4 separate regions of the Mus musculus genome follow, and regions 1, 2 and 3 are each linked to region 4. The links are chromatin contacts, called in public promoter capture Hi-C maps. All regions are on one chromosome and are shown on one strand. The core of a region is the stretch at or near the end of the contact, and the rest is flanking DNA. Distances in the headings are between cores, read along the strand shown. Region 1 has its middle 16 kb from the start of Fbxo2. Region 2 overlaps Draxin (dorsal inhibitory axon guidance protein). Region 3 holds the start of Fbxo44 (F-box protein 44). Region 4 holds the start of Angptl7 (angiopoietin-like 7).

Region 1 (2,948 bases), core at 124-2,623, 320 kb before region 4:
GTTATACACACCATCGTATGGTATAGCTAGTTAGTACAAAGTGATGCTTCCGTCTGAGTTTCTCTAATCTGATGGGGGAGGCATGGCCTCTGCACCCAGTAGACACTGAGGCCCTGAGGCTGCTCCAATCCTTCTGAGAGGTTGGATCTGGGATCCCCTAGCACTCCTGGGCACACATGCACAGAGGCAGAGGGAAGGGACCACAGTGTGTGGGTTCGCAGGAAGCCACGCGAGTCCCAGTGGGAGCTAGGACATGGGATTGTTGTGTCCCCATTTCCAGCTTCTAGAAAGAGACCTAGAATCCACTATTGGTCTCCCCACCCGCCCCCTTTAAGCACTTAAAGAACAGACCAGAACTGATAGCTAAATTAAACCTGCTGAGAGCGCCTGTTTAATTGAAAATGCCATCTGTAATTTAAATGTCAGAATCAGGGATGGTTATTGCAGCCGCCTTGAAGACTGGGTCTCATTTCACAGTTTCAAAACAGACCAAGGGAAACAGCAAATGGACCATGGCCGGCGGCATCGTGGAGCGATTAATAACTTCTCTGGTCCTGCTGAGCCCCAGCTTCGGTGGCTGCCCAGTACGGAAGGCTCTGGATGGATGGGGGCTGGGAGCTTTGGGTTCGGGGATCAGCCCCTGCCTCTCCTCCACACACTTCTGCTCCCTCTCCACCCAGCATCAGGGCAGCCTTGCCAAACTGCAGGGCTTTCCTCCAGAGGGTCTCTTTTGCTTTCCAGGGGTGAAAACCCTGCCTTCTAGCTCCCGTTCTAGGAGTGTCACTCACCCACAGTTCCTATGATCCAAGACAACCAGAGAACTTCAGCCATTTGAGGGGTCCCTTTTTTCCATATTCTCTGCTTATTAGAGGAAATCTCGAATGACAGGCAGACTAAGGAGGAAGACTGGCTGTGGGCAGCCATGTTGCCTCCTGCTGACTTTGCAAGAAATTTGGATGTAGGTCTTTGGGTTCAGGGTTCTCTTCCCTACAAAGGTGTCTACACACCCTGATCCTCTGGACCCCATTCCTCCATGAGGTTTCCAGGCAACCGGAAATCCCACTAGCCCCACTCAGACTACCTCTTCTCTTGTCTCTGCATCTGGAAGCCTGGCCAAGGGCTATTCTGTGGTGACTTCATGGGAGACATGATGCTGACCTGGAGGTCAGTGGACTCAAGAGTCTCCTTGCTGCAGATGCCTGTCATCTGGAGCAGGGGGAGGGGGAGACTTGAGAGTAGGGTTATTTTGACAGTGGGAGGAAAGAAAAAAGGAAAACGAACAAACAAACAAATCCCAAAGCTATGCTTGTGTCTAGGTGCTGGAAATCCCGTGTGACCCGTCGAGTTCTGAGTTACAATGGCTGCTGAGAGGAAGTGTGTGTGTGTGTGTGTATGTGATCTTTGAGGAGATTAGGGACAGAAGGAGGCAGAGAGAGCTGTCTCTGCCCTTCGAACTTCCTCCTCTTCCTCTTCTCCTTTTTTTTTTTTTAAAGATTTATTTATTATATGTAAGTACACTGTAGCTGTCTTCAGACACTCCAGAAGAGGGCGTCAGATCTTGTTACAGATGGTTGTGAGCCACCATGTGGTTGCTGGGATTTGAACTTCAGACCTTCGGAAGAGCAGTCGGGTGCTCTTACCCACTGAGCCATCTCACCAGCCCTCTTCTCCTTCTTCTAAGACAGGGTCTCATGCATCTCACTCTGGCCTCAAACTCTGCATATTGCCAAGGATTATCTGGAGAGACTGACCTTCCTGCCTCTATTTCCCCAGTGTTGGAATTACAGGCATTCACCTGGTTATGGATTGTCAGGCATCTAACCCAGGATTTCACGCATGCTGGGCAGCTGTACAAACTGCATCCCAGACACCTTCCTTCACTCTTTGTTCACCCAGTAGGTAACTATTATAAGTTGACCAGTAGGAAAGGGACTAAGTAAGAAGGTTGGGATATCAATATTATCGGGTGTGGGGTTGATGTCAATTGCCCCGATCCAGAAGGGCAGGAAAGTCTGGGATTTGGGGTCTGAAGGGGCAGAGGGCAGGTTCTGGAAAGAACGGTGCCCGGCAGACTAGGAGGTGCCAAGTTTGATTTATGCCTCTCTGTGTGCTTCACCTGCAAGCTGATTCTGTCCCAGGAAGGTGACTGGCAGCCGTGGAGAGCAGACAGTCCCATTCAGGGACCACACAATGATTATAGGCATGCACCACCATGCCCTGTTTTATGTGGGGCTGAAGATGGAACACAGAGCCTGGGGCAACATGGAAAACTGAGGAGTGGGAGGTGGTAATGGGCAGAAAGCACCTCCTCACACTTTCCCAGCCCCCACTCCTGCCCATGTGACCCCACCTAGTGGCTATCACCAGGAGCTCTGACTGGATGCCTCAGGGAGCAATCTCCTGCCCTGATTAACTTTCTGTCACCTCAGAGCTGAGTGTCCCAGGGAAGGATGCTGGGGACTGAGAAGGGAGGGTGAGGGAGGCCCAGCATTCATTTCCTGGGCCTTTGCCACCATGAATCACAGGAGCCCCAGATACTTCCCTGCATCCCAAGGGGTGACTTGCCAGGTGAAATGTTCCAGGGTTGAGTCATGATTCAGGCTGTGCCCTGGAGCTGCTGGGAGCTTGTGGTGGGTGAGGAGTGGGGAGGGCAAGGTGGGTGAAGTGTGGGAGGGGAGCAGCCACCCTCTGCTTCCAGGGTGTTGTGATTCCCCATTTATCAGGGAGTGCTACCTGGGTTCCAGCATATCCTCCTGTGCCCTGGGCTGAGGGCTGCGTACTGTGAGGAGCCAGCCCAGCCTGGTCCCTGTCCTTACCTACCTTTTCCTACAGGTGACGCTGTTCTGAGCACTGCCTGAGGGCAGGTAGACACTTAGATCTCTCTCTTGCCCTTACCCATCCCATCTCTTTGTCTGCTTCTGCTCAGATATTCAGGGTCTGGGGATGTA
Region 2 (3,087 bases), core at 357-2,856, 390 kb before region 4:
GCAATTTATGTATTCATTTAGAAACTGGATCTTAATATGTATACCAGGCTGGCCTTGAACACAGAGATCCACCTGCCTCTGACGCCTGAGAGATTTTATCTCCAAATTTTTTTTTTTCCTGAAGCAGAGTTATGCTAAGTTGCAGAGGAAGGCTTCAAACTCGTTATCCTCCTGCCTCAGTCTGAATTACAGATCAATGGCATCATTGCTTTCTCTCTCTCTCTCTCTCTCTCTCTCTCTCTCTCTCTCTCTCTCTCTCTCTCTCTCTCTCCTCTCCCTCTTTCCCTCTCCCCTTTCTTCCTTTTTTGGTTCATTTTCATTTATTTTTGTTTATTGATGTGCGTCTGTGTGTGCACTGTGCAGGTGAAGGGCAAAAGACAACTTTGCTTGGCTCTCTCCTTCCACCTTTATACAGATTCCAGGCATTGAATACAGGTCATCAGGCTGGCAGGGCAAGCCCTTTACATGCCCAACCAATTGCTAGTCCTAGTTTGTTTTTTTCCAAGCCAGGTGTCACTGTGCATCCTATGCTGGACTCAAACTTATGATGTCGCCCTTCAGACTCTCAAGTGCTGGCGGTTGCAAGTGTTATACCGACATAGCCAATTTTTCTCTTCCTTTTCATTTCTTTCCCTTTCCCTCTTTCCCTCTCTCCTCCTTGATCCTTTCTTTCTACCTGTGATAGTAACAAGAAGAAGGAAGAGAAGAAGGAAGGAGAAAGAGAGAGCCAGCAATGGTGGCATAGACCTGTAATCTAGCTGCTTGAGGAGCTGAAGCAGGAGGATCATGACTTTGAGAACGGTCTATGCAATTTAGCATAGCTCTGCCTTAGAACATTTCCAGGAAAGAAAGAACTCAGCGTAGAGCAGGCACCAACAGGCACATGTGCGCGGTGGGCACACGCTTCCTCTCAAGGCTGGTGCTCAGGGCAGTTAAAGGAATAACCCAGCGAGCCTCTCCCAGTGACTGCTTGGAAACCCACCCAGCTCCAGCCTCCCCACTATCTCACCTGGAAAGCCTCCTATCTAGAATTCTACTGAGAAGCGCCAGCCTTCTCAGGTTGGATCTTATTTAAAGAACTATGTTTTTGTCTCCTCCCTTCTCCCCGTCCTGATCCCGAGCGATCGTGCCAGCTTGGATTTCAAGAGGTGAGAAATACAAATCTGGGAGCCGGTGCCAGGGATGGAAGCACACGGAGCTGACAGATTGGAAGACCCCAGCGAAGCTGTTCCTACTGGAGCTTTCAGTTCCCAGGGGGTTCTCCTACCCACTCCCTTTTCCGCAGCCCCTCCATCCACATCCACCCTCTGCCGGGGAAACCCCGTGCCCCACTCATTGCGGAGCTGGCTGGGACACAAAGGCTTCAAGGTTCTGGGAGCAGAGTCGGTGGGGGAGGGCTCTCCCCTTCCCAGGCTCCAGACTGACCTTCCATGCACATGCAGTCGTCGAAACATTTGTTGTTGAGGCCGCGGTTGTGGGGTGTGCAGAGATGTTCCCGGAGGTCACAGCAAGTTCCTGGCAACATAGCAAGCACATGTGGTCAGCCAAGCTGAGCGGCTCCTCCCTGCCTGCCGCCTGCCCTACAGAGTCCCACCGGACAGGAGATCCATCATATGTGTGGCAGGCCATGCCCTAGCAGGCCATCTGGTGTGCAAGGCTCTGGGCCGGGACCGCTGCTGGATGTCATGGATAAAGTCCCCAGAGACGGGTGGCAGAGACTTGAGCCTCCCCAGATGGGCCACTTGATTGATCATGGGAGGATCAAAGGTGGTGTGGGGTTTTACTTCCCAGGGATGGGGTTGTAACAGCTAGGGGTGCCAGAGGTAGAGTCTGCTGAGAGCTGCAAGGGGCCTCCGGGATCATGGACCAACAACATCCTCTTGGACAGATGGGGAAACTGAAGCCCTGGGCGTGGGGGTAGGTAGGGTTCAGGGCAAATCTAGGCAGGGCCGAGGCATCTCTTTGCCCATTACAAAGCTAGCTTCCAAGTTCTGTCCTGTTGGCCCTGACTTCAGCTTTTTCTTCACACTCAGGATGCAGACAGCCTGTCTGTGCTGTGTGTCTTCTGCAATGCCGAATGGCTTCTACTTTGCAGACTCTCCTACTGATGTGGTTGGTGCCTTGGAGATGGCTCCTTGGGTCTCTCCAGCTCCCTCTCGTCTCCCAAAGCACTCATTATTTAGTGGCAAGAAGGGACATGAGTCACTGGTCTCCTGCTGTGAGCAGTTTCAGGGGCCACCTTGGCTCATGTCCCAACCACCCCTTCCTCAGCAGCTTCAGGCAACCGCCAGCCAGCACCGGGGCCACCATTCTGCTCAGCACAGGGCTTTTCTGGCAGGATTTTCTCCACAGCTCCTGCAGAGCCAGCATGACATCAGACCCGAGGTTTTCCTGTCATCTTGTTTCCTCTCTTGCCTTTAATAAATATAACCACCAATGTCCTAGATAAGCACCCAAGACAGGGTCTGGCCTGGAACTCTCTCTGTACCCCCAAGACGACCTTGAACTCTTGATCTTCCTGCCTCCACCTCCCAAGTGCTCTGATGGTAGGCATTTCCCCTCCACAGCATCGAAGTCTATCCCAGTCTGCTCTGAAGAGGTCCTCTGGATGCCACAGGGCCATCAGTCCGGACTCTAATCAAACAGAAGGCCCCTTCCATTTATCCTGACCTGATAGGTAGAGCTGTTGAACAAGCAACAGTGTCACTTACACTGTCCCCAGAATGCCAGTTGGTGCCATGATGAGGAGACTGAATTAACCCCTGCGGGTGTTCAGAGGACAAGGTTAGGAGCAGGCCATCTGACTCAGGGCAGGGTGGGATATGGGTAAGAAGCTTAGGAACCAAGTTGGCCCAGGCTCGCTTGCCCTCCCCCTCCACCACCTCTTTCTGAGGTCATTCTGTGAGTCAGTGTATGGTAGTGACTCTCAGGAAATTGGTGGCCGCTGATAAGGACCCTCAGGAAAAACTGGTGGACACTGTAGCTTCTCCGTATTGCGAATAAAGGGCCACTACTCCCTGGCTTGCTCCCAAGCCCTGTCTCAATTACCTTACTGGTATTCCCTCCCAGCCTGGTGCCTCAAGGGTG
Region 3 (2,874 bases), core at 220-2,719, 340 kb before region 4:
CTCGGTGATGAAGCCCTCTTGAAGGCACTTGCGCTTCCAGAGTGTAACCAGGTCAATGAGGTCTCGCCAGAGGCTGCAGACCGGTCGGCAGCGCAGCAGCAGTTGGCGAGCTGGGATGTGGATGAACAGTTCCAGCAGGATGTTCTCTGGCAGCTCGTTGATGTTGCCTACTGCCATGGTGGCGTCTCCTAGCCAGCTCCTGTGGGTATTGGAGAGCCGTGCTATACACCGAGCCTTCTCCCTGGCGAGTGGCAATCCCAGCACCCAGGGATAGAGAGATTCCCAACTCTGCGGGGGGCCACAGAGTTGCTGTGCTGTTCTGACCTTCTGTTTCCACAGTAAACGGGACGAGGGGCTGGGGCATGGTAGTTCCCTCCTGGGTCACTAGAAGCTCAAGGTGCATGGGCCGGGGAGTTGCTTAATAAACCATGAGATCTGATTTCCCCCAACCCGGGCACCTAAGAACAGCCTCTAAGGACGCCCAGGGACCTTCCCAAGGTCACACAAACAGGAGAGGAGGGGAGGCAGCTCCGGCTCTCACTGAAGGTAGAGCCAGCCATTTTCAATAGGCCAGCAGTCTTTTAAGAGGAGGGTAACAATGGGAGGCCTTGTGAGCCCTCCAGCTTGCCACTCTTCATTTCCTCCCCATCCCCCACACGGGGAAAGGGACAGAGATGATGATCGGGGGTTATCACTGGCCCTCAGGACCGGTCACGGAGTACAAAGGGCTCAGTGACGTTCTTAAGATCTCAGAGAATATGACCCGTTTACCTGAGCCTGAGGAAAGATGTACGAGTGGAAAAGAGCCTTCCTATCTCCCTCCCGCACCCCCCCCACCCGCCCCGGCCCCCTGCAGTCTCCCATTTATGCTTGGCTCTAAAACGGGCTACCTTGCTCAAGACCAGATTCAGATCTCTGAGCACCGATGGCGTCCATAGCCCAGTTCTTCGAAGCCTCACAGTACAGTGGGGGGAGGGGAGGGGAGAAAGCCTGAGGCCTGGGCCTTAAAGGCGCTAGGCCCTCATGATCGCAGAGCGCGCGCGCCCCCCCCCTCCCCTCTAGGTCTCTGCCCACTGTGCCTCAGTCCCCGAACTGGGCGCTCCCCCTCCCGCAGTCACCTGCGATCCGTCGCGCTGAGCGATCCTGCCAGGCCGTGGGGCTGTACAGCCCGAGCCTGCGTGGCCCGGAAGGCAGACCTGCCTACTGCCCGCCAAACGTCTCCTTGCTGGGGCGCTCACTGCTCCCCTCCTTCTGTCACCTGCTCTTAGCCGGGTTACGTTGGAGAACAGCACCCAAGACACAGCCCCGCCTACTACTCATCAGACCCCGCCCCATCCCCATCCCACAACACTGGCCCCTCTCCCTCCCCATTCTCCTTGTCAACTACTTTTGGTCGCGCTGCGCCATACCCTTGGATCCTGGGGATGAGCCTTACGGACCAATGGAGGCCCGGGGTGCGACCCGCCCACTGTTTGTCAGACCACGCCCCACGCCCCACCCCATTTTCTCCGTCACCAGCTTTTAGTCCGGCTGCCCCACAACGCTGGGTACTGGAACTGCGCCTTTCTGCCAGAGTTGGTTCACGATGCGGCCCCGCCCACTGCCCTCAAGGCCCCGCCCACCATTCCTTCAGGCCCCGCCTCACCCGCGCACTCCCCGGATTCGCCCCCATCACAGCGTAGGAAAATTACCTGGGGGGTTGGGGAGGAGGAAAGCTCCGATACCCCCAACTCCACTGGGCTCGGCGCCAGCACCCTCTACTCCCCAGTAGTCCGACTCCATATGTCCTCCTGCAGTCATCCTCCAGGCACACTAGAAGCCCACCCATTCTGTAGCTGTCCCTGCCCCTCTCCAGTCCCAGGCTCCTCCCGGAAGCCGCACCTTGGGTTACGGGGCGGGGGGTGGGGGTGGGGGGGTACAGGACTCCCAGCCCTTAGCCGGGGGCCAGAGGCGGGGCGCACGGGGCCTTTAAGAGGCGCGGCGGCGCGGGCCCGGCTGACGCGGGCAGCTCCAGGACTCGCCACCCGCAGCGCTCAGGCTCTTCTCTCTTGACAGCACCGCAGCGATGGATGGAGATGGTGATCCAGGTATCCGCTGCTGGCCCCGCTAGATACAGACTCGGGAGACAGGGCGGACCAGCGCCGCAGAAGGCGCTCAAACTTTCGCGCCAGGAAAACCCTAGAGATAGTCTAGGGAGCAGGTTTCTGCCTGGTGTCGTGGTGTGGAGGGAGGAGGACGCCTGGGTCTCCAAAATGGCATCGGAGGACTCTGGCATCTCAGGCTCCAGACTTCCTGGGGTTTGAGAGCCGGGTTCTTGCAAGCTTTTGCTTCCATGAACTTCTTCCATTTGCTAGCGCTGCCCTCCCTGCCTCTTGAGCCTCCGGAGTCCCCGCGGGGTCCTAGGGTTTACAAACTTTATCCTGCCTCCATCCTAGCTTCCTGAGGGACTCCCTTCTCTGGAGGGGCCGTCTTGTATTGGAGTAGCGGGGCTGTTCCGTGGGAACCAGGCTAGGGGTGAGGAAGGCTGCTTTTGGCAGAAGCTCTGGGTCCTCAAGGATTGCCCAGTCATCTTTTCTGGCACCAAAGACCCCACCCCTTCTGCCCTCCGGCTCCCTGCTGGGCCTGTAGGGGGCTGCTTGCTGAGTCAGACCTGCCTGCCTTGACTCTTATCCCTTCCTCACTAACTATGCTCAGCTCGGAGTGTTCACTCTTTAGGGGAGGAGGTGAGGGAACAGAGGTGGCCAGTCTTCCCTCCTACTCCCAAGTCCTCACTCTCAGTCGGTGCCTGGCTTCAACATCATCCACAGGGCCCCAGAATAGGCTACCGTTTTCTTCCTGCTCCCAGGAAGTCCCTGGGCTCAGGGGCCCAATCCA
Region 4 (2,829 bases), core at 148-2,647:
AGCGTGCTGGGGGGGGGGGGGGGGGGGAGGAATGAGGATACCTGCCCTTCCTCCCAGCCGACTTCTAGGAGCAAGAAGTGGTACAGTCAGCCCTGCGTGCATCTGGCCTGGCCAACATGACCAGTTCCATCTCACAGAACAAATGAACACACACACTCTCTCTCTCTCCCTCCTTTTGGTAAATGAGAACCCCTAACTTTCTGTTTTCAAACTGAGGGTCAGGAGGCCCAAGCTCTGAAATCATTTGTTTTTGTTTAATTAGCTAACAGACTTTTCAGGCTTAACTTTCAGCAAAACTTTTTCTTTGTCTGAACCAATGATAGCCAAGGTCTTACTCACAAGAAGCTAATCATGTCTTCTTGACTTGGTTTATTGTGCAGTAAGCATTAGTAAGAAATGCTTCATCTATAAAATATACTTACTCCAAATGTTTTCCAGTAACCTCAGAAAATTAGATCTTCATCTGAGCAGCGATTCATTTATTAGCTCATCTGTGCCAAGTTAACCAACAACTGAATGTTTTTTTCTCAAATAACTCACTGCGTGTGCCTTCCTTATTTTCAGCCACTAAAAGGTCAGCACTTCAGCATTACATTTACTTGTTCTCTCTATTATTTGGAAGAATTTTATTAGCCACCATGGGAGAAAGAAGATCAGAATTGAAGAACACGAGGAGTCTGTCCTTTGTTGAATACAAAGGTTTTCTTCAAATGTCCTGGCTAAACTCGCAGGATATCACTAGCCCAAAGCTTGTGCAATCATAGATCGTACATTCCCAAAAGCCCCCGAAGTTGTTGAGCAGGCTATCCAGAAGCAGAGCTGGGGCCAGGAGACCTTGAGCAGGCGCACGGTGAGGAGTGTGGAGGCAGCACTTACCTGCCGAGGTCTGCGTGACGGTCTGCGCAGCCTGCAGCTGCATGATGTCAATCTGGTTGTTCATCTCAGAGTACTTGCTCTCGGCAGTGCTGAGCCGAGACTCCATGTGCTTGCTGCTGCTCTCCAGCTCCATCACCTGCATGACCACACTGACCCAGTCGCTCTCCTGCTTCCTGCTCAGCTCTCCCAGCAGACTGCTGAGGTTGGCCACCTGGGCTTTGAGCTCCCTCATCTCCTCACAGCAGCCCGCTGCTTTGAGCTGTGTCTTGCGTTTATGAGGCTTCTGCAGCCACACTGGGTGGCTGACAAAGGCTACAAGGATAACACATAGCCAGGTCTCCCTCAGCATGGTGTGCAGGCCTGTTCCCCTTAGAGTCTGTCCCTGGAGAAGTAGGAAGCTTCTTTCTCTGACCCACACTGGCAGTTTTCTTCCTTCCCCGTGATCTCCTTCCTCTGTGTGCTTGCTTAGCCTTTCTTAAAGCTAGAGATTCTGAAATGGAACTCTTTCCTTCCTTAGTCTGAATACCCCACCAAGGCAGCATCTTAAATATTGTTGCTGCTGTACCTCCACCCCTACGAGGGCCCTGTGTGCTAAAGCCCCTCCCACCTCATCTGGGAGGGTCAGGTGCCTGTTGAGTGAAGTCAGCGTAAACCTAGGCCAGAGGAGAGGAGGAGGGGGACAGGGCAGTGTTTGTTTCCTCGTCTGTACAGTCTCTGGGCTCAGACAGGAGCTGTGAACTTGTTTCCAGTTGCGCCTATTAGATTATGGCCTGCCAGCCACTGGCTCAGCTCTATCAGCAGACAGGCAGAGTGGAAGACTTTCCCAACTCCTGTCTGAAGGTTATATAACACAGATTGAGGGTGAGGTAGCAAGAAAGAGTTGGACTGGAGACTGCTGAGCCAGGGAGGCTGGCTAAGGTAATGCATGCTGTTTACTCCAGGTCCTGGTTTATCTGGGCTGAGATGAGTCTTAACAGGGCTTTGTCTGGCCATCATTCGGTGTTCTTCAAAATCCTGTTGAACCTGATCCTTGGGCGTCAGGTGGTTTGCATCTGTGGGGCTGTCTTCCTCTTTACACATTCTCCTTCTAAAACGATCTTTCAACATTTACAAGGAGTTGTCATAGTTTGGGGCAGAGAGAAAGTCTCAGCCATGCCAGGCGTGGTCTGGGGTTGGTCATCCACACTTCTGTCAGGTTCTGTCTGGGCAGCAGTGAGTGGGCCTGACCTTTACCCAAGGCTCAGACTCAGAGAGAAGATTCCCTAGTACATGCAGATCAGAAGGCTCGATTCCCTCTGTGCCTGCAGCGTGGTTTGCAGCTTGATGCTGGCCCCTATACCTACGTACACAGTGTCTGAGAAAACGGGGTGATGGCAGCTTTCATACCTTTAATTGAAGGGCACTGCTCTTCTGAAATCATGTAAAAGATGGAACTTTCCCTATAACTGTACAAAGGTCCCTCTGTCCTTATGGCAGGAGCTCTGTCTGACTTTATAGTGTGGGTCCTACAGCTTTGCCTACCCTGATCCCTCAGAGTCTTTCCCAGATGGGTTTCTGGCTCCTCGGAAAGTGATTTCTGCTCAGACAGCTGGAGTTACTTAGCAGGGACCCATTTCTGAATATAAGCATTGGGTGCTCAGACAGACGACTGTCTGTTTCCTCTCACTCCTGTCTTTTTTGCCTCCTTGGGCACCAGGTTGTTACTAACATCTTCTTAGCTACCTTCTCAGAGTATCTGACTGGGTGATGGCACTGTGCTAGTCCCTGCTCTTTCTTAGTTTTCTCAGGGAATAGCTAGTTTAGCAGGGCTGTAGAGCCTTTGTTGGTTCTGTGGAGTTTATTAGTGTTCAGCATCAGAGTCTGCTAAACTCTGTGGAGCTCTTTAAGGTAATGTCATATCTATCCAGTGAGGCTGTATTTAAGTCATGTCCCAAATGATCATATAAGTAGCAT

What was found. Promoter capture Hi-C pulls out the DNA fragments that hold promoters and counts their contacts.
Region 1: a promoter capture Hi-C map of hippocampal neurons shows a contact between it and region 4, with 5 times the contacts expected there. The contact joins the enhancer-like site here to the promoter of Angptl7 in region 4. A contact is called at or near these places in 16 of 39 promoter capture datasets (the 3T3-L1 cell line, 3T3-L1-derived adipocytes, the C10 cell line and 12 more), 1 of 15 datasets of contacts at CTCF or cohesin (pro-B cells), 4 of 484 Hi-C or Micro-C datasets (the N1E-115 cell line, colorectal tumor organoids, embryonic stem cells and 1 more) and 8 of 115 datasets of contacts at active chromatin or transcription factors (astrocytes, bone marrow-derived macrophages, embryonic basal ganglia and 5 more).
Region 2: a promoter capture Hi-C map of the HPC-7 cell line shows a contact between it and region 4. The contact joins the enhancer-like site here to the promoter of Angptl7 in region 4. A contact is called at or near these places in 10 of 39 promoter capture datasets (the 3T3-L1 cell line, the HPC-7 cell line, cranial neural crest and 7 more), 1 of 15 datasets of contacts at CTCF or cohesin (large pre-B cells) and 2 of 484 Hi-C or Micro-C datasets (cortical neurons and nephron progenitors).
Region 3: a promoter capture Hi-C map of hippocampal neurons shows a contact between it and region 4, with 6 times the contacts expected there. The contact joins the promoter of Fbxo44 here to the promoter of Angptl7 in region 4. A contact is called at or near these places in 20 of 39 promoter capture datasets (the 3T3-L1 cell line, 3T3-L1-derived adipocytes, the C10 cell line and 13 more), 11 of 115 datasets of contacts at active chromatin or transcription factors (SST interneurons, astrocytes, bone marrow-derived macrophages and 8 more) and 1 of 9 other capture datasets (liver).

Annotation. Positions count from the first base shown.
Region 1 is chr4:148,175,393-148,178,340 of GRCm38.p6, forward strand. No RefSeq gene overlaps it. Among named protein-coding and RNA genes, the nearest start is that of Fbxo2, 16 kb to the left of the region's middle. Within about 2 kb of position 1,374, at least 9 of the 459 cell types and tissues checked have an H3K27ac peak or open chromatin away from gene starts, as enhancers often do. A contact at or near this core is called in the HPC-7 cell line and hippocampal neurons, where this site is marked.
Region 2 is chr4:148,106,510-148,109,596 of GRCm38.p6, forward strand. It overlaps Draxin (dorsal inhibitory axon guidance protein), which reads right to left. Exons shown (of 7, transcript NM_027426.3): 6 at 1,426-1,515. Among named protein-coding and RNA genes, the nearest start is that of Agtrap, 20 kb to the left of the region's middle. Within about 2 kb of position 1,607, at least 45 of the 459 cell types and tissues checked have an H3K27ac peak or open chromatin away from gene starts, as enhancers often do. A contact at or near this core is called in the HPC-7 cell line, where this site is marked.
Region 3 is chr4:148,158,625-148,161,498 of GRCm38.p6, forward strand. Fbxo44 (F-box protein 44) reads right to left here and starts at 1,470. Exons shown (of 6, transcript NM_173401.5): 1 at 1,119-1,470; 2 at 1-199. The coding sequence starts at 177. Fbxo2 (F-box protein 2) reads left to right here and starts at 2,044. Exons shown (of 6, transcript NM_176848.1): 1 at 2,044-2,087. The coding sequence starts at 2,066.
Region 4 is chr4:148,499,065-148,501,893 of GRCm38.p6, forward strand. Angptl7 (angiopoietin-like 7) reads right to left here and starts at 1,398. Exons shown (of 5, transcript NM_001039554.3): 1 at 877-1,398. The coding sequence starts at 1,225. The region is part of intron 28 of Mtor (mechanistic target of rapamycin kinase); the gene reads left to right.